7 separate regions of the Mus musculus genome follow, and all the other regions are linked to region 3. Evidence: chromatin contacts called from public ChIA-PET and HiChIP or PLAC-seq data. All regions are on one chromosome and are shown on one strand. Each heading gives the region's core, a stretch centred on a gene start, on an enhancer-like site or on the middle of the called end of the contact. The rest is flanking DNA. Distances are from core to core; before and after follow the strand shown. Region 1 holds the start of Snx29 (sorting nexin 29). Region 2 overlaps Clec16a (C-type lectin domain family 16, member A). Region 3 overlaps Litaf (LPS-induced TN factor). Region 4 holds the start of Gspt1 (G1 to S phase transition 1). Region 5 overlaps Clec16a (C-type lectin domain family 16, member A). Region 6 overlaps Clec16a (C-type lectin domain family 16, member A). Region 7 overlaps Clec16a (C-type lectin domain family 16, member A).

The links. ChIA-PET counts read pairs in DNA pulled down with a chosen protein or histone mark. HiChIP or PLAC-seq counts read pairs in DNA pulled down with a chosen protein or histone mark.
Region 1: a contact with region 3 is called in an RNA polymerase II ChIA-PET map of memory CD8 T cells, with 9 read pairs. The contact joins the promoter of Snx29 here to the enhancer-like site in region 3. A contact is called at or near these places in 15 of 39 promoter capture datasets (the 3T3-L1 cell line, 3T3-L1-derived adipocytes, the HPC-7 cell line and 11 more), 1 of 115 datasets of contacts at active chromatin or transcription factors (memory CD8 T cells) and 1 of 9 other capture datasets (macrophages).
Region 2: an H3K27ac HiChIP or PLAC-seq map of regulatory T cells shows a contact between it and region 3, with 4 times the contacts expected there. The contact joins two enhancer-like sites. A contact is called at or near these places in 1 of 15 datasets of contacts at CTCF or cohesin (large pre-B cells), 1 of 484 Hi-C or Micro-C datasets (the C2C12 cell line) and 4 of 115 datasets of contacts at active chromatin or transcription factors (large pre-B cells, memory CD8 T cells, pancreatic cancer cells and 1 more).
Region 4: a contact with region 3 is called in an RNA polymerase II ChIA-PET map of memory CD8 T cells, with 10 read pairs. The contact joins the promoter of Gspt1 here to the enhancer-like site in region 3. A contact is called at or near these places in 7 of 39 promoter capture datasets (the 3T3-L1 cell line, HPC-7-derived erythroid cells, cranial neural crest and 3 more), 2 of 115 datasets of contacts at active chromatin or transcription factors (embryonic stem cells and memory CD8 T cells) and 1 of 9 other capture datasets (adipose tissue).
Region 5: an RNA polymerase II ChIA-PET map of memory CD8 T cells shows a contact between it and region 3, with 15 read pairs. The contact joins two enhancer-like sites. A contact is called at or near these places in 2 of 115 datasets of contacts at active chromatin or transcription factors (memory CD8 T cells and pancreatic cancer cells).
Region 6: a contact with region 3 is called in an RNA polymerase II ChIA-PET map of memory CD8 T cells, with 11 read pairs. The contact joins two enhancer-like sites. A contact is called at or near these places in 1 of 484 Hi-C or Micro-C datasets (the C2C12 cell line) and 6 of 115 datasets of contacts at active chromatin or transcription factors (T-cell acute lymphoblastic leukemia, bone marrow-derived macrophages, embryonic stem cells and 3 more).
Region 7: an RNA polymerase II ChIA-PET map of memory CD8 T cells shows a contact between it and region 3, with 34 read pairs. The contact joins two enhancer-like sites. A contact is called at or near these places in 1 of 484 Hi-C or Micro-C datasets (liver) and 2 of 115 datasets of contacts at active chromatin or transcription factors (double positive thymocytes and memory CD8 T cells).

The regions. Positions count from the first base shown.
Region 1 is chr16:11,321,510-11,324,223 of GRCm38.p6, reverse strand. It overlaps Snx29 (sorting nexin 29), which reads right to left and starts at 1,320. Exons shown (of 21, transcript NM_028964.4): 1 at 1,246-1,320. The coding sequence starts at 1,252.
Region 2 is chr16:10,564,042-10,566,982 of GRCm38.p6, reverse strand. The region is part of intron 3 of Clec16a (C-type lectin domain family 16, member A); the gene reads right to left. Among named protein-coding and RNA genes, the nearest start is that of Clec16a, 20 kb to the right of the region's middle. Within about 2 kb of position 1,297, at least 35 of the 459 cell types and tissues checked have an H3K27ac peak or open chromatin away from gene starts, as enhancers often do. A contact at or near this core is called in regulatory T cells, where this site is marked.
Region 3 is chr16:10,975,016-10,977,998 of GRCm38.p6, reverse strand. The region is part of intron 1 of Litaf (LPS-induced TN factor); the gene reads left to right. Among named protein-coding and RNA genes, the nearest start is that of Litaf, 17 kb to the left of the region's middle. Within about 2 kb of position 1,463, at least 163 of the 459 cell types and tissues checked have an H3K27ac peak or open chromatin away from gene starts, as enhancers often do. A contact at or near this core is called in adipose tissue, hematopoietic stem and progenitor cells, liver and 2 more, where this site is marked.
Region 4 is chr16:11,252,818-11,255,750 of GRCm38.p6, reverse strand. It overlaps Gspt1 (G1 to S phase transition 1), which reads left to right and starts at 1,426. Exons shown (of 15, transcript NM_146066.2): 1 at 1,426-2,108. The coding sequence starts at 1,754. LOC115488671 reads left to right here and starts at 2,115. Exons shown (of 2, transcript XM_030249388.1): 1 at 2,115-2,933. It overlaps Mir1945 (microRNA 1945), which reads left to right and starts at 1,306; the gene lies at 1,306-1,383.
Region 5 is chr16:10,637,795-10,640,494 of GRCm38.p6, reverse strand. Clec16a (C-type lectin domain family 16, member A) reads right to left here. Exons shown (of 23, transcript NM_001204229.1): 17 at 1,580-1,708. Among named protein-coding and RNA genes, the nearest start is that of Gm52264, 19 kb to the left of the region's middle. Within about 2 kb of position 1,319, at least 82 of the 459 cell types and tissues checked have an H3K27ac peak or open chromatin away from gene starts, as enhancers often do. A contact at or near this core is called in memory CD8 T cells, where this site is marked.
Region 6 is chr16:10,583,836-10,586,765 of GRCm38.p6, reverse strand. All of the region lies in intron 9 of Clec16a (C-type lectin domain family 16, member A), which reads right to left. Among named protein-coding and RNA genes, the nearest start is that of Clec16a, 40 kb to the right of the region's middle. Within about 2 kb of position 1,390, at least 64 of the 459 cell types and tissues checked have an H3K27ac peak or open chromatin away from gene starts, as enhancers often do. A contact at or near this core is called in memory CD8 T cells and regulatory T cells, where this site is marked.
Region 7 is chr16:10,663,825-10,666,837 of GRCm38.p6, reverse strand. The region is part of intron 18 of Clec16a (C-type lectin domain family 16, member A); the gene reads right to left. Among named protein-coding and RNA genes, the nearest start is that of Gm52264, 7.0 kb to the right of the region's middle. Within about 2 kb of position 1,522, at least 126 of the 459 cell types and tissues checked have an H3K27ac peak or open chromatin away from gene starts, as enhancers often do. A contact at or near this core is called in liver and memory CD8 T cells, where this site is marked.

The sequences.
Region 1 (2,714 bases), core at 71-2,570, 350 kb before region 3:
CCCTCCATTAGTCCCCTCAATAAGACCACAGTTCCATAAACTTTGCTCTTGAGCAACAAAAAGCATCTAACGTTTTTTTAAAGATGCACAGAAATAATTTAAAAAACAAAAAATTAAGACTGCCCTTTGCTCCTTTGCCCTAGCACCCTCTCCGCTCCATGAAACACCTGAGTGCAAGTCTAGAGACTGGGTGCAGAGACGAAAATCCAGCTGCACAGTAAGAAAAAACAGAAACTACGAGGGTAGGCGGGTCCTCCTAAGGGAATCCAGATCCCTGAGTCCAGCAGGAGAATCAACAGCCAACACAAGCCTTCCCTGAGTCACTCCCATCTCCACGCGCAACACCCAGGAATGACTTAGCACCAAAACATCAAAACATCATCAGGACTCTTCAGAGGGAGGCTTGAAGACACAGACTCCGACAAAGGGACTAAACTTCGGTATCACTGAGCACAAGCCGTCACAAGCACCTGCCTCTCACTTCCAGACTCCCCACCCGCTCCACCTCCCTGCTGGTGGTATTGGCTTGGGCAACGCTTGAGCCCCATTTAGGTTCAGCATTGGGCAAGAAGGAAAGGGCTTCAGGACACAACCGGAGACTTCAAACGATGAGCTAGAGGAAGACATGGAGAGAACTGAAGCATGAACTAACAGCCCAAATACAAAAGGCACAACCGGGAGAGGGACGCTGCGAGGCTAACTGGCCAGCTCTGGGGACACAGGTGCAGGGAAGAGGAGGGAAGAAGACAAAGCTGTCCTAACACTGAGACCTCTGGGGACCCGGAGCTGTCGCTCTGGTTTGCTGTGTGTGACAGGGGTGTCTAGAGATGCTCTTTGCCTTTGGAGAAAGAGGAGTCACTGGGTGGAAGAGACCTGGAACAGAGAATAACTAAAAACCAGGGGCTGGTAACTGGAGCTGAGTCCCAGGAGGGTCACGGGAGAAAGAGGGACTAAGGCAAGTACCAGAGATCTGAGAATCCGGGGTGCGGAAACCTGTCAAAGGGATCGGCTGTCTGGGAGGGAATTGGGAGCAAGCTCTGCTCTAGGAGTTGGCTGTCACTGGTGAGGCAGAGGGACAGGAGCGCCAGCCCCGGGATAGTGGGAGCGGTGCAGGAGACTCCGGGCCAGGGCTCCGAGCCTGCGAGCGACCCCGCGGGGGTCTGCAGCGTGTGAGCACACCGGGCCCGGAGCGTGCGGCTGCAGTGGCGCTACGGGGCGGGTGACAGCAGCGGGGCCGCCACTCACCGCTCATGTTGCTGCTCCCGGGGCCGCCGCCTGCCTTGCCGCCGCCGCCGCGTCTGCAGCCGCCGAGCTCCACACAGGCCGGGAGAACGCGCGCCCCGCCCGCTGGCCCCGCCCCGGAAGCAGTGACTCTCCTAGGGCCCGCCTCCCGACCCGGAACCAAAATACTCGGGCAAATCGACGCCCCAGGGTAGCAGGGAAGAGAACCGGCACCTCACAAAATCAATGCCTCCCAATCCCCGAGCCAAGAAAAAGACATCCATTTAGACTGAAGTTCGGACAAGGATGCGATATACGCGTACCGAGAGCTTGGAGTAGTGTGTTGCATGTCCGTCAAACCAGCACTCGGGGGAAGGCAGGTGGATCAGAAGTTCAAGGTCAACCTTGAACTACTCAATGATTTCGAGGCTAGATGGGGCTGCTTGAGACTGTCTCAAAGAGAAGAGAGAAAAAAAGAGTAATGGGCCTGCAGGGCCTGGTGGTACAGGCTTTAAATCCCAACATTCAAGAGGATAAGTCAGGAGCCTGAGCTGCAAGAATTCAAGAGCTGTGGATGGCCGGCGTGGTAACGCACGCCTTTAATCCCGGATTTCTGAGTTCGAGGCCAGCCTGGTCTACAAAGTGAGTTGCAGGACAGCCAGGGCTATACAGAGAAACCCTGACTCGAAAAAAAAAAAAAAAAAAAAAAAAAGTTTGGTAGAGAGGGCACATGCCTTGCATGCAGGAGGCCCAAGCTTCAACTCTCTGTACAAACAAAAACAAAAGGTGAATTCAAAGCCATTCTGGGTAACTTCTCAAGACTCTCGAAATAAAAAGTAAAACCGGAGTGGTAAAACCGGAGTGGTGGATATAGTTCAGTAGTTGGAGTAGCACGTGCAAGGCCCTGCAGGCAGGAGAGTTTGTACTTTCTTGATGATGGATGTGGGAATAAAAGTGCAAAGCACAGTGATGCAGTCAGAATTTGAAACTTCACTTACAATCCTGGTGTGACCATGCACACCTTTAATACCAACATTCACAGAAGAATCGAATTACTGCCTGAGGCACTTGGGAGAATTTGTGGTGGGTGTGTGTGTGTGTGTGTGTGTGTGTGAGAGAGAGAGAGAGAGAGAGAGAGAGAGAGAGAGAGAACTTTCTAGAATGAGAATGCATTGTAATGGGTCTGAGGAGAATGACAGTGGGTCAGTGGGTTAAGGGAACTACAAGAGTTGTCCAACTGACTCTAGGCAACAGTGAGAGGAAAGGTGGGTAGGTGCTGAGAGAACACAAGAGCTAAATTCACAGCAACTGTGAAATCCAGGGTTTTGCCCTATTTTAAATATGGAGTTGAAAGACTATTTTGCCTGCTGGATATGAGGCTGGAGTCACCCAGCCTGGAGAACTTAGGCTCTTGATCAGAAATAAGAAAATAATGAAGAGCTAGAAACTGTAGTAGCTCAGTGGAAGAACACATGTGTGCCATCCTGGATTTG
Region 2 (2,941 bases), core at 48-2,547, 410 kb after region 3:
TCCTCTACAAGGTTCTGTGGGGGGTTAGGGATCAGTAAAGGGGCCCACTGTGTGGCTGGGATTTTTCTACTACCCCCTCACTGTGGCTGACATTCTGTGGTATTCTGTTATAATAAACCTGGGAGTCAGTAAGTAATCTCAGTCTCTTGGGCCTCTGTTACTTAGGTCACCAAACAAAGAGGCAACAGTAGCATCTGTGCAATGCCTCCCTGTAATAGCGTAATAGTGAGAACCTGGAAAGCACCTAGATGCCCACAGTCAGGTTCATTTAATAACAATATAGATCAGGGCGAGTCACATGCAGGAACAGCAGAGTGAGTAGGACGGCCTGCATGGCTGGGTGCAGGGTGGGAGGCTACAGGCACCTGACTGCACTTCTGTGACTATGTTATGCTGTTTTACAATGACTCCCCCACTAAAACTAAAAAGTAAAAATAAAAGCAGCAGGGCATATGGCATACATATACTGTGATGGTGGCACTCAGAGACTGAAGCAGAGCTGGGTGTTGTGGCCCATGCCTTTAATCCCAGCACTTTGGAAGCTGAGGCAGGAAGACTGAGAGTTTGAGGCCAAACTACACTACAAAGAGAACACTGCCTCAAAAGCTACTTTTAATAAACTGTCCTGAAAGCCAAAGGTGTGTGTCTGCTGGGCTTTGCAGGCAGCTCCCACACTGCTCCCACTTCCTTTTAGAGCCATGCACATGTCGGATCACTTTTGTATCGAATCTGAAATAGCACCAATGCAGAGGGCAGAGAGGGTCATCAGGAGCCATGTCTGGAGAAGTGGGGAGACTGGAATAAAGGTCACAAGAGCCCTGTGAGGCAGCTAAGTTCTCCATTACAGATTGGTGACCCGTGATGACAGCTAATGGCTCCGACCTAGAGGTCTGAAATCCTCAGACAGGAAGTTCTGAAAGGTGATGTACATGTCAGCTGCACAGCAGAGGCCACCTCAAAGGATTTACATCAGATCTTCAAGGTACTTCACCAAGAAGCTAAAACTTTCAAAGGACGTACTGTTAATCCTAGCCCTAAATGGATTTCAAAAGGGTCACCAAGATAAAACTCCAAAGACCCCATATTAAAGGTCAAGACTTTGGAATTGTCCCAATGGCCTCAGAACATTCCTGAGCCTGCACCTCAGAGCTGGATCTTCCCCTCTGAGCTCAGAAACCACACTTATTCCAGATCCAGCGAAACAGAAGCTGATAACAAGGGAAACCACACAGGGAGATGTGAATTAGCACCATCTGTGGTCAGGGGGAGGAGGAGGAGGGCTCTGTGGCTACAGCACCACCTAGTGGCCACTGCTAAGGTCACCACCACCCAGCAACTTGATTTGCCCCAAGAAGTCAGTACCTGCCTTTGCTCTGGGCGCTCCACCGTTTTTTCTCTTGCTTTCAAGAGCAGGACCTGCACTGTGCTGCATTTGGAGTAAGTAACTAGCACAGAATGAAATTAGGCTGGCTCAGTCCCAGCATAGATAAGGGTCTGGTAATGCTCTGCTGAAGGTCTGCCCTGGGGATTGCAGCCTCCCTCTACTCGGATGGACTATGACAACTAAGAGCAGCTCCAGAAAATGCCAGCACCACACTGAGGACCACTGAGTGTATTCTCCTGTGCTAAAATCTCTCCTCTACTCTGAATGTGCTGTACTGGTTACTTTGGGTCCATGACTCAAACTTTCTTGGAGTTATAACAAGAGCCTCCGTAGCCCCTGCCTCTCAGAAGAATAAATGGGGCTGAGGGTTGAACTGAGTTAAATTCTTGCTTGCTGGGCAACAAAACTGAAGCAGAGGCACCCCTAAGACCTCTCTGCCTTCTCCATTGCTCTTAGAAGTGCTGGCCTATGTACTCCTCAGTCATTAGATCTTTGAAATTGAACCATGCTGAGGGGATGGCAAGTCAATCAGCAGGAGTCCTTCATGGAACCCTACCACACTGAACTACCCTCAACATAGTCAAAAGCTGCACATGTCGTTTCCAGTGTGACTACATGTGATGACAGGGTAATTACGATTAAATGAGTTTGCAGGGTCAGGCTCCACCCCTGACAGAATTAGTGCCCCATGGAGTCAGAGAGACCAGAGGTTGAGCTCTCTGACTTCATTCTCTCACAGGCGGGGCCAGGTACTGTGAGAAGGTAGCTAAGGTCTAATGTGGCCCCAGGTTTCATGAGTCCTAACCTCTATTCCTGAAATGAGGCCACGTTAGGAAGTAAGGCTTATGAGTGGTATTTAGGTGATGGAGTGAAGCTGTCATGAGTGGGTTAATATCTTTCTCACTGTGAATTTCTCCTCTCCTGGCCCTTGACGAGTTAGTTACCTTAAGAGCAAGTTCCTGCAAGCTGACAAGAGAGCTCAGAAAGTAAAGGCTCTTGCCACCAATGCCGAACTCCACCGACAAAAGGAGAACGGTTACCTCTCTTCCACTGTCACGTGCACTCTGCAGTGTGGCCGTGTGCACACACTCACATCTCTTCCACTGCCACGTGCACTCTGCAGTGTGGCCGTGCGCACACACTCACATCTCTTCCACTGTCACGTGCACTCTGCAGTGTGGCCGTGCGCACACACTCACATCTCTTCCACTGTCACGTGCACTCTGCAGTGTGGCCGTGCGCACACACTCACATCTCTTCCACTGCCACGTGCACTCTGCAGTGTGGCCGTGCGCACACACTCACATCTCTTCCACTGTCACGTGCACTCTGCAGTGTGGCCGTGCGCACACACTCACATCTCTTCCACTGTCACGTGCACTCTGCAGTGTGGCCGTGCGCACACACTCACATCTCTTCCACTGCCACGTGCACTCTGCAGTGTGGCCGTGTGCACACACTCACATCTCTTCCACTGCCACGTGCACTCTGCAGTGTGGCCGTGTGCACACACTCACATCTCTTCCACTGCCACGTGCACTCTGCAGTGTGGCCGTG
Region 3 (2,983 bases), core at 214-2,713:
TCCCTGTTTTGAGAGGGTGAGGCCTGCCTAGAATGGGAAGACGTACAGGGCATGGCCGGGGGAAGGCCTGTGCTCTGTTTGTAGGGTTTGAGTTGAGTGAGGGAACCCTGAGTTGTTGGTGACCCACTGTGGAAAGAAACCACAAGTCAGGGTAGCATTATCTTGCCAGGAAGATGTGGTCCCCAAGCCTGAGCTCAGAACCTGAGGAAAGCAGAAATTAGGAAGGGGCTGTGGCCAGGGAAGGAAGAGGCCTTGTACAGAAGGTGTACCAGTGAGAGAGGGTGCACCTGTGTGTGTGAGAGAGAGAGGTGGTAGGGCCAAGGAGTAGACTTCACTGTGATAGAGAAAAGGTGAGGCCCCTGTGAGGCCTGGGCAGAAAGCTGCCTAGAAGACAGGGTCTGTCGTACCAGAAGCCCTCTGGGAGCTTACAGGCCTCAATTACACAGAGGAGAGCCAACTCACAGCTTAAAATGGAGTCAGAGGGGCTGAGAGTATAGCTCAGTTGGAGGAGTGCTTGCCTAGCAGGCACAAAGACCTGTTCAGTCCCCAGCACAACATAATCCAGCAATGGTGCCACAGGCCTAGAATTCTAGTACTAGGGAGGTGAAAAGCCAGGAGGGTCAGAAGTCTATGGCTAGCCTCAGCCCTGCCTAAAAACAACAATAAAAGAACATACAATACGGGATGGCAGAGAATGAGACACATCCTCAGGTGGGTCCTTGGGCCAATGTTAAGGTGCCATCTTGGCTTTGTTCTGGTAGGGGTCATTTGGACATGGGAGAGGGGCTCTACCTTGGCCTGTGGCTTCTTCCTCTACATTTTCCAGGGTTAGTGTAGCCTCTGATTTTGTCTTCCTTTTAGAAAGGCTCTTATGATGACACGCAGCTCCGAACTCTGCATGCAGGAGTCGCTGACTTGTCTTGGGGTAAACCGAGTTAAGGTTGCAGAATTTACTCATGCCCCAGGAAGAGGCAGAATCCGTTCAGAATGTCAGGAAGCCACGTAGGGAGGTGTCAGGAGGGGCCCACGCAGGAGTCACTGTTGAGTGGATCTCCCCGTGGGACTCAGAGCTGGTTGTTTGGTGCTACTGGGGCGTGTTGACAGCCTTTAGCCTACAGGACATCTGGAGGTCCAGGAGTCACCGTCTGCCCTCCAGATCCTTTCAACTTGTCTTTGTCCCTTTGTCCCTCATGACAGAGAGGAAGGATGGGGTCTTTCCCCTCCTCGCCTACACCCTTGTCTTCAACCCTATCTCCCTAATGCACCCCCTTAATCTTGTCCTTATCCTTCCCTAGACCCAGGGATGGGTGGACCTCGAAAGAAGCCCCTTCCACCAGCCTGGGGACTTGTGCCACATGAGCATTCACCAGCGATTACAAAATGAGCAAGCTGTGAGCCTGCTAAACTGGCGCTTTGTTTTCCTCTCTCTGGTTTCAACATGCTCTGCTACCGCCTCCACACTTCCCTGTCAGTGTCTATCCACCCACATCGTGGCTTGCTTGACCTCCTGCCTGGACATTCCAGGGCACCCTGCTGAGCCATATTTCACCAGTAGGAATCTGGAGGTAGCAAAGGGCTGGCTGCAGTCTCCGTCCGGAAAGTGGCCAGCCACTCTGCCCAGCTCTCACTAGAGCCTCACATCTGAATGGAAGTGTGAAGTGCCGCATGAACACTTGTCATGACGTCAGCGACTTCCCCTGACTGACAGACTGACCACTTCCTCTCCTTAGATTCTAAGTCAGAGCTTTTGTTTCCAGATGACCCATTGCGTCTGTGTGAGGAGGACAGACGTCAGCCTTGATTGTAGTTTCTTGGGAGTTCCACCTTACTGACCTAGAGGTCACCCAGTAGGCGAAGATTACTGCCAAGTGAGCCCCAGAGAGTTGCCTGTCTCTACCTCATAGCCATGAAGTATTATGCCTAGCTATTTTTAAAACATGGGTTTTGGGGGGTCAGACTCAGGTCTTTGTGTTTTCAAGACAAACATATCACCAACTGACCTATCTCCCTAATGCACCCCCTTTTTGAGAGGGTCTATATAGCCCAGCCTGGCCTTGACCCTCCAGCCCAGCCTCCTTGGGAATTACAGGCCTACATCAACTACACCTACCTAACTCTATCCTTCCAGATCTCGAGATGGGTCTTGTGTGGCATTTAAACGTCGGTACTGTTCTCTGCAAGTGTTTTCTCGGTACCACTGGGACTATCTTGTTCTACATTGCTTGGGACTTTCCTGGATTTTGTACCCAAAGTGTTACTTATTCAGGGAAGCCTTTTCTGTCTTAGGTAGGGTGGAGTAGTGGCTCACCTGTGAGTCACCGTGACGTTTTGGCCGTGCTTATAGCTGCTAAGGTGCTATTAACACATTTCCATTCTTGCTCTTTACAGAACCCACAGGGAGTCAGGAAGACAGGCAATGGGAAGGTGCCCTGGACAGCTACAGCAAAGAGCTAGGATGCTGGCAGCTGAGGCAGGGCTCCTACCTGTCCTGTGTGCTCTGTGCACTTGTCTCAGGTGGACGCTGGCAGCCGTCAGAGGGAGGCCTACGGAGACAAAGCCTGCTTGGGGACATGTAAGCAAGACTGCCAGTGCAGATCTTTGCAGTGGTGACAGAGATGAGACAGGAGCATGGGGCCAGGGAGGGACATTGGTCATTCTAGTTAGGGTGTGGTGTGGGTGTTAACTGGCTGGTTTCAGGTCTAAGGTCCTTGGAAGGACTGAGAATATGGCGAGAAACACTCAAAAAAGTAGAAAATGAGAAATGCACACTGTAGGACCTGGAGTAATACGAAAAAAACTGAAAAACATGGAAAATGAGACAGACACACTGTAGGACCTGGAATATGGCAAGAAACACTGAAAAACGTGAAAAATGAGAAATGCACACTGTAGGACCTGGAATATGGCGAGAAACACTGAAAAATGTGAAAAGGGCCATTTTGCAAGCTTGAATATGAAATTGTATGTAGAAAGTTCTGACAAT
Region 4 (2,933 bases), core at 177-2,676, 280 kb before region 3:
AAGAAAAAAAGAGCTAGTTTGAAGCCTTGCTTTAAAAAGTAATTGACAAAGCCGGGCATTGGTGGTGCTGGCCTTTAATCCCAGCACTTGGAAGGCAGAGGCAGGTGGATTTCTGAGTTCGAGGCCAACCTGGTCTACAGAGTGAGTTCCAGGACAGCCATGGCTATACAGAGAAACCCTGTCTCGAAAAACCAAAAAACCCAACAAAACAAAAACAAAACAAACAAAAAATTATTGACAACTTTGTCTATTACCTCTCTCGTTAGGCCAAATTCTCACTTTTTATTATACAAATGTTTAAAGTCAGCATTCCAATTTAGATATCTTAGATCCAGATTTAAAAAAAAAAAAAACTCGTTGTTTGAACATTTTGAATATGTTACTCTGTAATTTCCAAGTAGGTTAGTTGCATTCTGTCTAGACTCTTTTCAGAGCAAGTAAAATTAAGAGTATACTTTTCTTTGTCTTGGTCTCCATGGGTGAATTACAGGAGCATTTAACAGGTATTTAGAACAGGTATTCCTACTTCGTGCAGTAAAAAATAAAGGTGAATTTTATTTTTTCTTGCTTGTCACTTACCCCACAATTACTAAAATGCAACTTGAAAGTGTGAGATGCCCTCATTATTAAAGGACTGTAAGAATAGCTGACAGATGCGGCCTTTCAAAAGAACAGCACTTTACCTAATGGCAGCTAAGGAACTGGAAGCACCAAAATAGCCACTATTAGGTACCGCTGGGTACACTAAAAAATATGGCAATCCCGATTAATTTGTAAATCTCCTGGCAGGGAGGATGAAAGGACGAAAAAACATTTTAGGTGCGGGCTTTTAATGACTAGTCAAACATAACATGAGTCACTGAAATTTTCCAGTTAAGGATCCTTTTGCCGGACATCCTTGGACCTTTATGAGCCACACGCAGTTTCAGCTGTAACATCTCATGGTTTTACTGCCTCTTCCAAAAATGAATACATAAAAGGAAAGACGCCTCCCGCCGGCTTTGAAATGTAGGGCAAACTCTGGCTGCGGGTGGAGAGAAAGAGAATAAGGTATATAGACTGGGAGACAGAAAAGGCGCCGAAAAGGGAGAAGAAAAAAAAATTCCTCTAGGTTAGGCCTGCGGACCGGGTGTTCTCACAGGCTAGGGTGGATCGTCGCCTCGTGCGGAAGGGCTCGGCCCACCGTCTTGCCCTAGCCGAGTAGAGCCTACCCCTACCCCCACCCTGCGACAGATGGGCCACCAGACTTCTGCCTCCTCGCGCTGCCTGCCGGGAGTTCCAGCCGCTTCCGGTGACGCTTGAGCGCTGAACTCCGACTCCCGTCAGCCCCCGAGAAAACCGCACCGGGTCTTCGCGGGTACTGTCGGGACTTGTAGTTTAGCTATCGGCCGCGCTTCGTAGGCGGAAACGCGGGCGGACACAGACGGGAACTACCGAGGCGAAGGTACGGGTGGTAGCGAGAGGTCAATTCTCTCCAAACGTGGGGTTGGCGGTGAGGCCGGCGGCGGTAGTTGGGGTTGGGTGGGAGGAGATCCTTTCGCACACACGAGGAGGGTTGAGCCGCTGTCGACCTGGTCTCGAGTGTACTGTCTGGACTGTAGCTGCTGCCCAGGACGCCGGCGAGTGAGTCATTGACTGTCAGCTCCCCAGTCTTGCCGTCCTCCCCGGGTCAGCGCGGCCTGCTCCTCCCCGGTCGGCCGCCCCCGCCTCCATTTCCCGCCCTCTCTTCACCACACACACGGCCCCCCCGATCATGGATCCTAGCAGCGGCGGTGGCGGCGGTGGCGGCGGCGGCGGGAGCAGCAGCAGCAGCGACTCTGCGCCCGACTGCTGGGACCAGACGGATATGGAGGCCCCCGGGCCCGGGCCTTGCGGCGGCGGCGGGAGCGGCAGCGGCTCCATGGCCGCGGTGGCCGAGGCCCAGCGTGAGAACCTCAGCGCGGCTTTCAGCCGGCAACTCAACGTCAACGCCAAGCCTTTCGTCCCCAACGTCCACGCCGCTGAATTCGTGCCGTCCTTCCTGCGGGGTCCGGCCCAGCCGCCGCTATCCCCAGCTGGCGCAGCCGGAGGCGACCACGGAGCAGGCAGCGGCGCGGGAGGCCCTTCGGGTAAGTTGCCGGGCTGGATATCCCCAAGGCACGGGCGGCGGCCTGGGGCCGGAGTTCCGCGGTGGGCTGGGTGGAGAGGACGGGAGGCCGGCCGGCCCGCACGTGGGGCGCTGACAGCGGCGCCGGCTGGTCTGGGTGGGGCGCCTCCAGTCTGGGAGCTGCTTGGCTTGGGGCGCCTGGGCCAGGAGGAGCAGAGACCAGGGGACCCGGGGGCGATTGCCCCGCCGCGGAAGGCCGCACGCGGTTCACCCCTAGGCATAGGAACTGTATGGGACCCTGCCAGCCCTGGGCCAGTCAGTGCCACGAGGCCCAGAAGTGGGGACTGATAGGGCTTGAAGTCCGGCAGGAGGAGGGTGTGAAAGTCTAGGGTTTGGGGGACAGGACTTGTCTCTTCGCTGGCCCAGAGAGCTGCTCCTACTGTAGTTTCTACGTTTGGAACTGTAATTGCGTTTTAAGTATCGGTGGCACTAAAGCGACCTGAAGGAATCCCAAGATGCATTGCAGGCTTGTGATCCGCCAGAAACTGTTGGCTGTCAATACAAAGACCTTTTTTCACCCTTAACATTTTGAATACTTGAAAAGTTTTTTAAATGTCACAAGGATTCCTCAGTACTAACATGTGGTAGTAAACCTCATTGATTTATGTGCGGTTTTAAGCGGGATTTAAGACTTTTTCTGAATGGCGTGTAGACTTTTAATTGTTTTAAAAGTATGGCCCTTATAAGGGTTGCTTATAAAAGCTTAGTTTGCGTTCGTGTATTAGTCTAGTCTGTTACTTAAATACTTCTGATAACTTAATATTTGTCACATAAAGTAGCTACTAAA
Region 5 (2,700 bases), core at 70-2,569, 340 kb after region 3:
GCCCACAGGGAACATGGGATCAGAATGTGGGGACACAAATCTGTAATTCCAGATATCTGGGAGGCTGAGGTAGAAGCCAATCTGGGCTACTTAGTAAGACACTGTCTCAATCAAAACTGAGAGGAGGGTGAGCATGTGCTGGCATGTGCATGCTCTGGCCTCATCCCTAGTACCAAACACAACACCCTAGCACAGGGACCCTTGGGCAGTGGCTTCCCAGATAGCTGATACTTCAGTTCAGACTTTACCATTTGCCCGCGCCCCCTGCTGGCTCTCCTCTGCACTAAGCTTAGCGAGTCCTTGAGTGGAACCTCTCGCTCATCTTAAGACACTGGTGCATTGCACTCCTTTCCCACCAACACACTTTCAGTGTTTACTGTCGGCCAGAAACTTCACAGCCATCCTGCCAGCTACTGTGGGCAAAAGCTGAGGGGGCACAGGAGGAACTTTAGGCTCAGGGACTTAAACAATGCTTCCAAGATCACACAGCTATAACCTCTGTAGGCCTGACTAAGGAACTCATGTTCTTTCTCAGCCACTCCTTCCAACTGCCCCTACCTGAGTGGGGATAACTCAAATTCAAGTTCTGCTTGGAACCCCAAACTGTGATGACTTTGATTTCAACATGGATGTCCCTTATGGGCTGGCAGGAGTCAGGGGCACTTTTGGTATTTTGATCTTACACTTAAAAAAAGTATTTGTGTTGTGTGCACACATGGAGGTCAGAGGACAACTTGCAGGAGTCTGTGGTTTGCTCAGGGGGCTGGGAATGTGTGTTGCTTGAAGATACAAAGTCTCCACTTCCTCTGTAGCCCCTGAGCACATGGTTAAAAGTGCCAGCAGGGCGGAGGAGGTCACAGAGGTTCTTGTCTGAGGCACACACAACTTTATGTCACTTGCTTTCTGAAATCCTAAAGTGAGACCCCCAAGCCACAAGCAGACCAAGGACGATGTAGTGAGCCTGGGAGCGATCATGAGTGCCTCTAAATTATCCACTCCCAGTCATGTCTCCAGGGAATGATTTTCCAGGAAAAGGCAGTGCTGCTTTCTAAGAAAGAAACCGAGATCTTACGCAGGAGATAAAATACTGTGAAGAGCCTGAGCGAGGCTGCTTCCTAGAGCGGCCGCCTCAGAACAAAGTGCTGATAAGGGGATCACCTCTGCTGTTCTAAGAACAGGGCTCTGTACGCACGCTCTCCTGCGCAGCCAGCACCATCCTCTCACTATCGGACAGCTTGCCAGTGTGCCTAGGGCTCACATCCACCTCCCACACTGGCTGTTCTAGGCTCTGGGTTCCCTTGCTTCAAAGAAGATTGGCTTGGCCTCCATCCAGGGTTTTGGCTGCACTCTGCCCTGGCGCAGGTAGTCTGACAGCAGCCCACAGAGGTGCCAGTTGCCACAGAATCTCAATCTCCAATTTCCAAGGGCACCAGGCTTTGGAAAGAAAGCCATGTATGGTAGTAGGTGCATGCGTGAGGCTATTCTTTCCAGGTGACTAGACACCTATTGGTGGTAGGCTTCAACTGATCTAAAGACCCTTTCCCTATGGCCTAGGAGAGGCCAGAAAGCACTTACTCACCCGCCTCGTCTTCTCCACATCACCACATGGCAGCCGCTTCACAAAGTCAATGCCAGTCAGTGGAGTGCCCGTTGGGGGCAGGAGGATGGAAGCATCCATCATGAGATACTCCACATTCATGGGCTTTATCTAGGAGAGACAGCACAGGAAGCCTCAGCAAAGGCCCTCCTGTACTTGGGCCACAAATGAGCCAGCTCTGGGTTAGACGGGGCCTATATTTCTCGTGTGCCAGATGAGTGGCAGGCTCTTTTCATTCTCCAAGTTGTGTGTGTGTACTTTTCCCTTCATTTAAGTCAGAGGGCCCCATGACCGCCTAGTGCTGACTGGCTGCCTTCCTTTGTGGGACATGTTTAACACTGTTTTCCAGAGGCCTGAGTCCCTTTTTCAAAATCCCTGTATCCCAGAGCAGGGTGGCAGAGCCATGTTCCCACTCCAGGCTGTTCTTGGCACTGGTTTCACAGCAGGGCCTTCTTACAATACAGATTGGTTCCATTGCTCCTACAGTGCCAGGACCTCCTCCATGGGATTCCTCCCATTCTCTCCATGGGGGTGGGGATAACAGTGAGTCTCAGGGTCTGTCATCCCTTTGGTAATAAACCTGAGTCACTAAAGAATGTGTGAGCAGCTTGAGTGGCACTCACTCACGCTAGCTCAGAAGCCAGTGTTCTAGGGGCAGCTGAGGACTGACTGTAGTTGCAGGTGTGTTGCCTTAGTGTTTCTGGAGAATGGCAAGCATTGTCCAGCAGAACGCATAAACACTGGAGTAAAAGAAGCAAACCCCAGGAAGCTTCCTGTAGGGTGGGATGAGGGAACACACTTCCTGTGGGGTGGGATGAGGGGAGGGGACACACTTCCTGTGGGGTGGGATGAGGGAGAGGACACACTTTTGGCTTATGGGTCCTGTGTGAGGCCAGCTGCTGGGTATTTCAACTCAGAGGTCTCCACTGCAGAGATGACAAACAGCCAGACTCAGATTAAAAGTAACCCGCCCAAGGGCACACAGTTAGGAAGCAATAAAGGCAAACACTTCAGGGGCTTGGGAGCCCCAACTTTTTCAAATCATAAACAACCTGTAGAGTTAACATTTCCAAGCTGAAAGGGGCACCATGGAGGAGCACTCT
Region 6 (2,930 bases), core at 141-2,640, 390 kb after region 3:
TGCACCACCTAGAGGTGAAACCTGGTGGTTAAGTTGGAAAGCAGAGTGCAAGCTGAGGGTTTAGCTCACTGTCACCAATGGCAATGTCTACTCTAGTCTTAGCAGTCTCTGTCACTTGTTATTGCTGATGCTTCCTGCCCTCTTTATGCCCTTGCCTGCATCTGAAGTGCTTCCCCAAGCGCCTGCTGAATATAGTTCAGTTCCAACAACAGCGTGCCCACCCACGCACACTTATATAGGCCCCATATAGGGGATGAGGTTGTACAGCCTCACCTAACATTCCTGCACCAACTGGTGCTAGACCTAAGAACAAACACTACACATAGCAGAAGCCCTCCCTTCAAAGCCATGTTTGTTATTCTAGCTGTAGAAGCAATAAGACTGAGGCCTGGAGACGCAGACTAACTCAACCTGGGACACCTTGAGGCACTCACTGCTGCAGGTACCAGATGCAGAGTGTAACATGTGAACAGCACAAGAAACAGCATGCTGAGAGTCTTCACAACAAAGTCACAAGCACCTCATGACTGCTGTCCCTGGCCTTGCTGCCTCATTTATTCCAGCACTGAGTACCCTTGAACTCATGAGGGTAAAGCAGAAAGATGATAAACCTAAGACCAACTACCCCATGCGATACAGTAAGTTAAACATCAGCCTGGACTCCATTTCTGGTGTTACTCCGTCTTTCGGTAACCTAAAAAAACACCTACAGGTACCGAAGCACATCCCCAGTTCCAACCCATAATCACTTTGCAAACAATAGAAGAGGCTACCATATGAGTTGCCACTCTTGGGTATGTGTGGTAGTCCGAATGAGAATGCCCCCACTGTCTTATAGTTTTGAATGTTTAGTTCCCAGTTGAATGATTTAGGAAGAAATTAGCTGGTGTGGTCTTGCTGGAGGTGTGCACTGTGCTTCAAAGCCCACACCAGGCCTCCAACTTGTAGATAAGATGTAAGCTCTCAGCTCCTGCTCCAGCGTCATGCCTGCCTGCCTACCATATGATGGTAATGCACACAGGAATTTCAATTAGACATTTATCTGCCTATTCTGATCTGTGTTAAATTTAACCCTAAATTATAGCCCTTCAGTATAATTCTGTCTCTCCTCTGCTTCTCTCCAATTTTGGTTTGGGTTTGCAAGAGGTCTGCTGGTAAAAATGAAGCAATACCAGTAACTTATCTACAAATTACAGGAAGGAGAAAGTAGGGTAAAAAAGACCAAGAAGTTAAAACAAGTTTGATCAACCACATCCGAGCCAGGCAGGAAATAGTAGGAGACTGTTGTCACTCAGAGGGAAGGCAGGCAACTTGCACAGGACTACTGTTAAACAATTCACAACTGCCAGTTACCTTGGCAGCTAGTCTAGGATTTCCATCTACAGGCATCAGAAGGTGGGGCTTTGATCTAACACCTACAGAGAAACCAGCCTCTCAAGTGCCAGCTCCTTCTGTTCAGCCACTCATGCAACCAGTGGGTGTGTCTCCCACAGTGGAGGCTGGACCTCTGCCCCAAGAGGAGACCATGGGGAAAAAGGACAGACCTCCTGAGAGCCATCTGAGAGGTGGCCAGTTGCCATCTGCTCTGTGCTTTTGCTTAAGCTGCAAACCACAGCCTGTTTGTTGTGTCCTACTTGTGGTCAGGTACTGTAGTTCTGTAGGCATCCACATGGGATAAAACCAGGGACAATCTCTGTGTTATTTCTTACAGCTGCATGCAAATCTACAATTACCTCACTAAAAAATGTCCTTTAGAAGTCTGCAAGCTAGCAGATGAAGTAATAAAGAAAATGGGTAGACGTGAATGATTGCTGAATGCTTAGTCAGAATGGGACACTCACATCCTCCTCCTTCAAACTTCAAGGAACATCATGGAGAAGGTGGGAAATGTAAGAGCTAGAGGATGGAGTGGAGTGCTGTGGAAAACTGTGTCCCAAGCATGATGGGGCTGCTGCACTCTGAGCTCATAATTGCTGTGATGACGTGCATAAGACCTGACCTACCAATGTTGTGTCATGAAGTCAGGGAGCTCACGAGGCCGCACCCCTCCTGATGACATATTGTCTGTCAGTTAATGGTAGTTGGGAGGAGAGGTGCAGGCTCTGCTCTGTCTTCTGTGAGGACTTATTGGCAGTAATAGTTTCTGGGAAACAGAGAAACATTTTCTTTAGTTGTGTAGCTACTGGTAAGGTGCCCATGCTCTTGTGGGAAAACTCTGCTAATTAATGATGAAGTCCACCATGACTAGAGAGCCTCTGGGATCAGCAGAATATGGGAGACTCACTTCATTAGTGGATCTTCTCCTTTTCTAACCTTGTCTGGAAAATCCAAAACCCTCTCTCTGAGGAATGTTAGGTAGCCTTAGTTTGGTTACAGGTTTTGACAAAACCTGTTCAGCCAACACCTGAGATCCCTGAAATGCTTCCCCATGCTTAGGGTACCCTAAGCCCCCCAGCCAATCACCTCCGCCCATCCTGCATGTCCCTACCCTCAGCCCCCCTAACACTTTATAAGCCTTCAATCACCCTAAGTAATGTTGATCTGCCCCGAGGGTGGTTCCAGCGTAGTCACTCACTGTACGGACTCACAGGGCTTCCAGATCCCCAACCCCATCATCTCTGCTCCCTTTGCCCTGTGGATTGTATGGGCCGATGATCCTCGAGGGTGGGAGGACCCACATGCTCCTGTATAGAGCCCTACTGAAATTCCCTGGTCATTGGGAAAAATAAAAAAGGAAATGAAAGCAGCAGGGGAATTAGTGGGGAAAGGGAAGCAGATCATCAGGCGTGAGATGGGACAAGAGAGTGTAACGGGATTGAATATGATAAAATATTTCATATGCATGTACAAAAATGCCATAATGAATCTGTAATGTATAATCAGTATATGACAAGAAGAGACGCAAAATTAAAAAAGAAAGTGGGTATATA
Region 7 (3,013 bases), core at 273-2,772, 310 kb after region 3:
GAGCAGGTCTAATCTGGGCTAGCAAAGGCTGTGAAGGGATGAAGAGGAAGAGGAGACTGATGCTCAGCAGGGAACTCAAGGATGGGACCGAAGGGAAGGCCCAATTGAAGATGGTTCATAGGGACCTCTGTGCCGGACAGGGCAAGGTGGGGAACTTCCGATATCCTGACTCTTCCCCTGCTAAGGACTCCATGATGCAGCAGTTAGCATAACAGCTGCCATGCACCCAGGGTTATATTATGGACCGTTTAGTTTCTACAAGCATTTTGTTTTGTACATGTAGCAACTGAGGCTCACAGTTTCAGAGAGACACCCAGGGTCACACAAAGCCTTGGTACTCAGACTCTAACGGACTCCAGCTCCATACTTCTGCTCTCACCATGATGCCAAGAACCAGAGAGGTGTGAAGGAAGGGTTGAAGTGCCAGGAACTGAAGTCAACTGTGCTCAAATCTGCATTTCCAAAATGACTTTTAGGAAAACCTTGGGAACCTTGCTCGCCAGGGGATGAGATGAATATGCTTTTCGAAGAGCTGATAGTTCCTGGATATGGAGGGCTCCTGACCGTTAGGCCCAAACAGAGAGGGAGTGCCAGCTGGTAGGGAAGCCCATGCCGAAATAAACCTATGGTAGCTGGGGGGTGATGAAGTCACCCCACCAGCCCTATGGTATCGGAGACCTCTGCTCAGCTCAGTTAGTGAGCACCCCTGGCCTGTGAAGAAAAGTGGGGTGATTCAGAAGGAGAACTCAGACCTCCATCCAGTCTCAGCTGGCAACACCTCTCAGAGGCCTGCTGTGCCTCAGGCGTATAGTGCATGAAGCTTTCCCATTTTCCAATGAAGGGACCCCAAGGTCAGGCTGAGGATGTGTCCTCATATCCCTGAGCTGGTGGTCACATTATAGAGAGAACCCTCATCCCTACCTTTCCATCTGCCTCCTTCTTGGTGCCCTTCCCTGTCCTCTAAGGTGAGGAGTCCTAAGACTCAAGGAGTGCCAGGGAAGGAAGCTGCTGGGGGCACACAGCTCCACTGCCCCCCAGTGGTTAGCATGCTGCCACGGCCTAGGTCTGTGAGCTTTTACTGAAAGCCACAGCAACTTCCCTTTCACCCTGTGAAATAAGTGACATCCTTCTTAACACCCGTTATCAATCTCTGACTGCTTTTAATAGAAGCAGCTCACAGTGTGTGTGTGGTAGATATAAACAGAGGGGAAAACTGCTTGCCTCAGGGCTTTACAGAGAGAGGAGGTGGGGTGCTTTAAAAGCGCACTGCACCAGGGCTGCAGTTGCTCTGGGGGCTGGGGAGAGGGATTACTGGAAGACGTGTAGCAATGAATGGTCCATGGTGGAGCCTGGGCTCCGCAGCAGTACCCGTGCCTGTCAACATCACATTTTGCTGCCTGAGGACATTTGTCACAGAAGACTGTGGTTTGCTTGCCTGTCATCCCTTCTCTGAGTGGCCCCTGAGCTGATTCAGAGAACCCACAAACACAGCAAACTGCTTTCCCTCAGCCATGACTTTCAAAGGGCTTCTGAAGCGCATTCCTCTGAGGCAGGTCCTCCTCAAGTGAGTCTTCTGAGGACCTGGGCCCATGCACATGACGTACTACTGCCTGATGCAATGGAGAGTTTGACAGAGCTAACTAACATTGCAAGCATGTTTCTGGATGATTTTAAAATAAACACCGACAGAGTGGAGGGCTGGGAATGTCTAAACAGCAATTCTGAGTGTGAAGGATGGCCGGAATCTGAGTGACTGCAGCTGTGTGGCCTGGACACAGGAGTGATGGATGCAGAAATTCCAGCTGCAGGAAGTCTTCCCTGGCACCTCTCTGATGGGCCGACTGGCTTGGAGGGGGGGCCTGGCAGGCTGAATCCTGCTCCCTGACAGTCGTCTTGGCCTTCTAACCAACTCCATTCTCTGAGCTAGGAGCCTTCTCTGGGCCACCTCCTGACCCTTGACAAGGGCTTCAAGTTGAGGACTCTTGGATGGAAGCTGTTTTTCTGTCACACAGGTGGCAAAGATGGCCAGTTTTTCAAGATATGAGCTATCATTAAGGTCCCTACTAGCTCTAACTCAGCCCAGCAATTGCACAGTGGTAAGTCCCTTCCAGTAAAGCACCAGGCTGGAATACAGCTGCCGACAGGGCTCACACTCACGCTCCAGGTCCTCTGAGACACTGAGTAACCAGATGCAGTACAATGCCCGTGCTCATGGTACTTGCACAATGGACATCATACACTGGGCACTTCCACTGAATGCAGTCAAGTACAATAAGCTCCACCCATGTTCCTGACACAGGAAAGCCCCACTTCAAAGTGCCAAAACTAAATTGCAGAACACGATGAATACAGTCCTAGTTGTGTAAAAATGGCAGCCATTCAGTAGGTCAATATTTACTGAGTAGCAAATAAGAGCAAGGCCCATGTCAGGGCTGGGGTGACAACCGTGATACAAGCAGGCCAGGCTCTGTGGGAAGACAGGTGTGAGTGTGTGCAGATACAAGGGCGGGGAATCAAGAGCCGCATGCCCCAGGCTAGCCTGGGTGAGGCACTGGGCAGGAGAGGAAGATGACATTCACCTTTTAGCAGACTATGCGTGGTTTTAGTCTTTTACAAAGGAAGTATGTTCAGCTATTATTTGCTAGGCAAACATGTATACAGCAAAGAGAAGGCGTGGAAGAGCGTTCCAATTCCCAGCACCAGGATGGGCTTCTATCCTAGTGTAAATACAGGGCTGAGGTGGAGTGAGCCAGCTGTCCAGCCACTGTCAGTGGGTATTGATCGGGATCATTTCTACTCTTTGAGAAGAGGGTGTAGAGGACAGACTAGCAGCAAAGTGCACTGTGGAGGAGCCCATGGCTCGGGGCTATGGGTACTCTCAGGCCTGAGGCTACACCTAACAGAACACAAAAATTCAATTATACTGAACTGCCTGTCTTCCCCTTCCAGGATGTCAGGTGCAGTGGAGAAGCTGTGACCCTCTCCAGGTAGCACTCTCTGGGTGCAGAGGTGT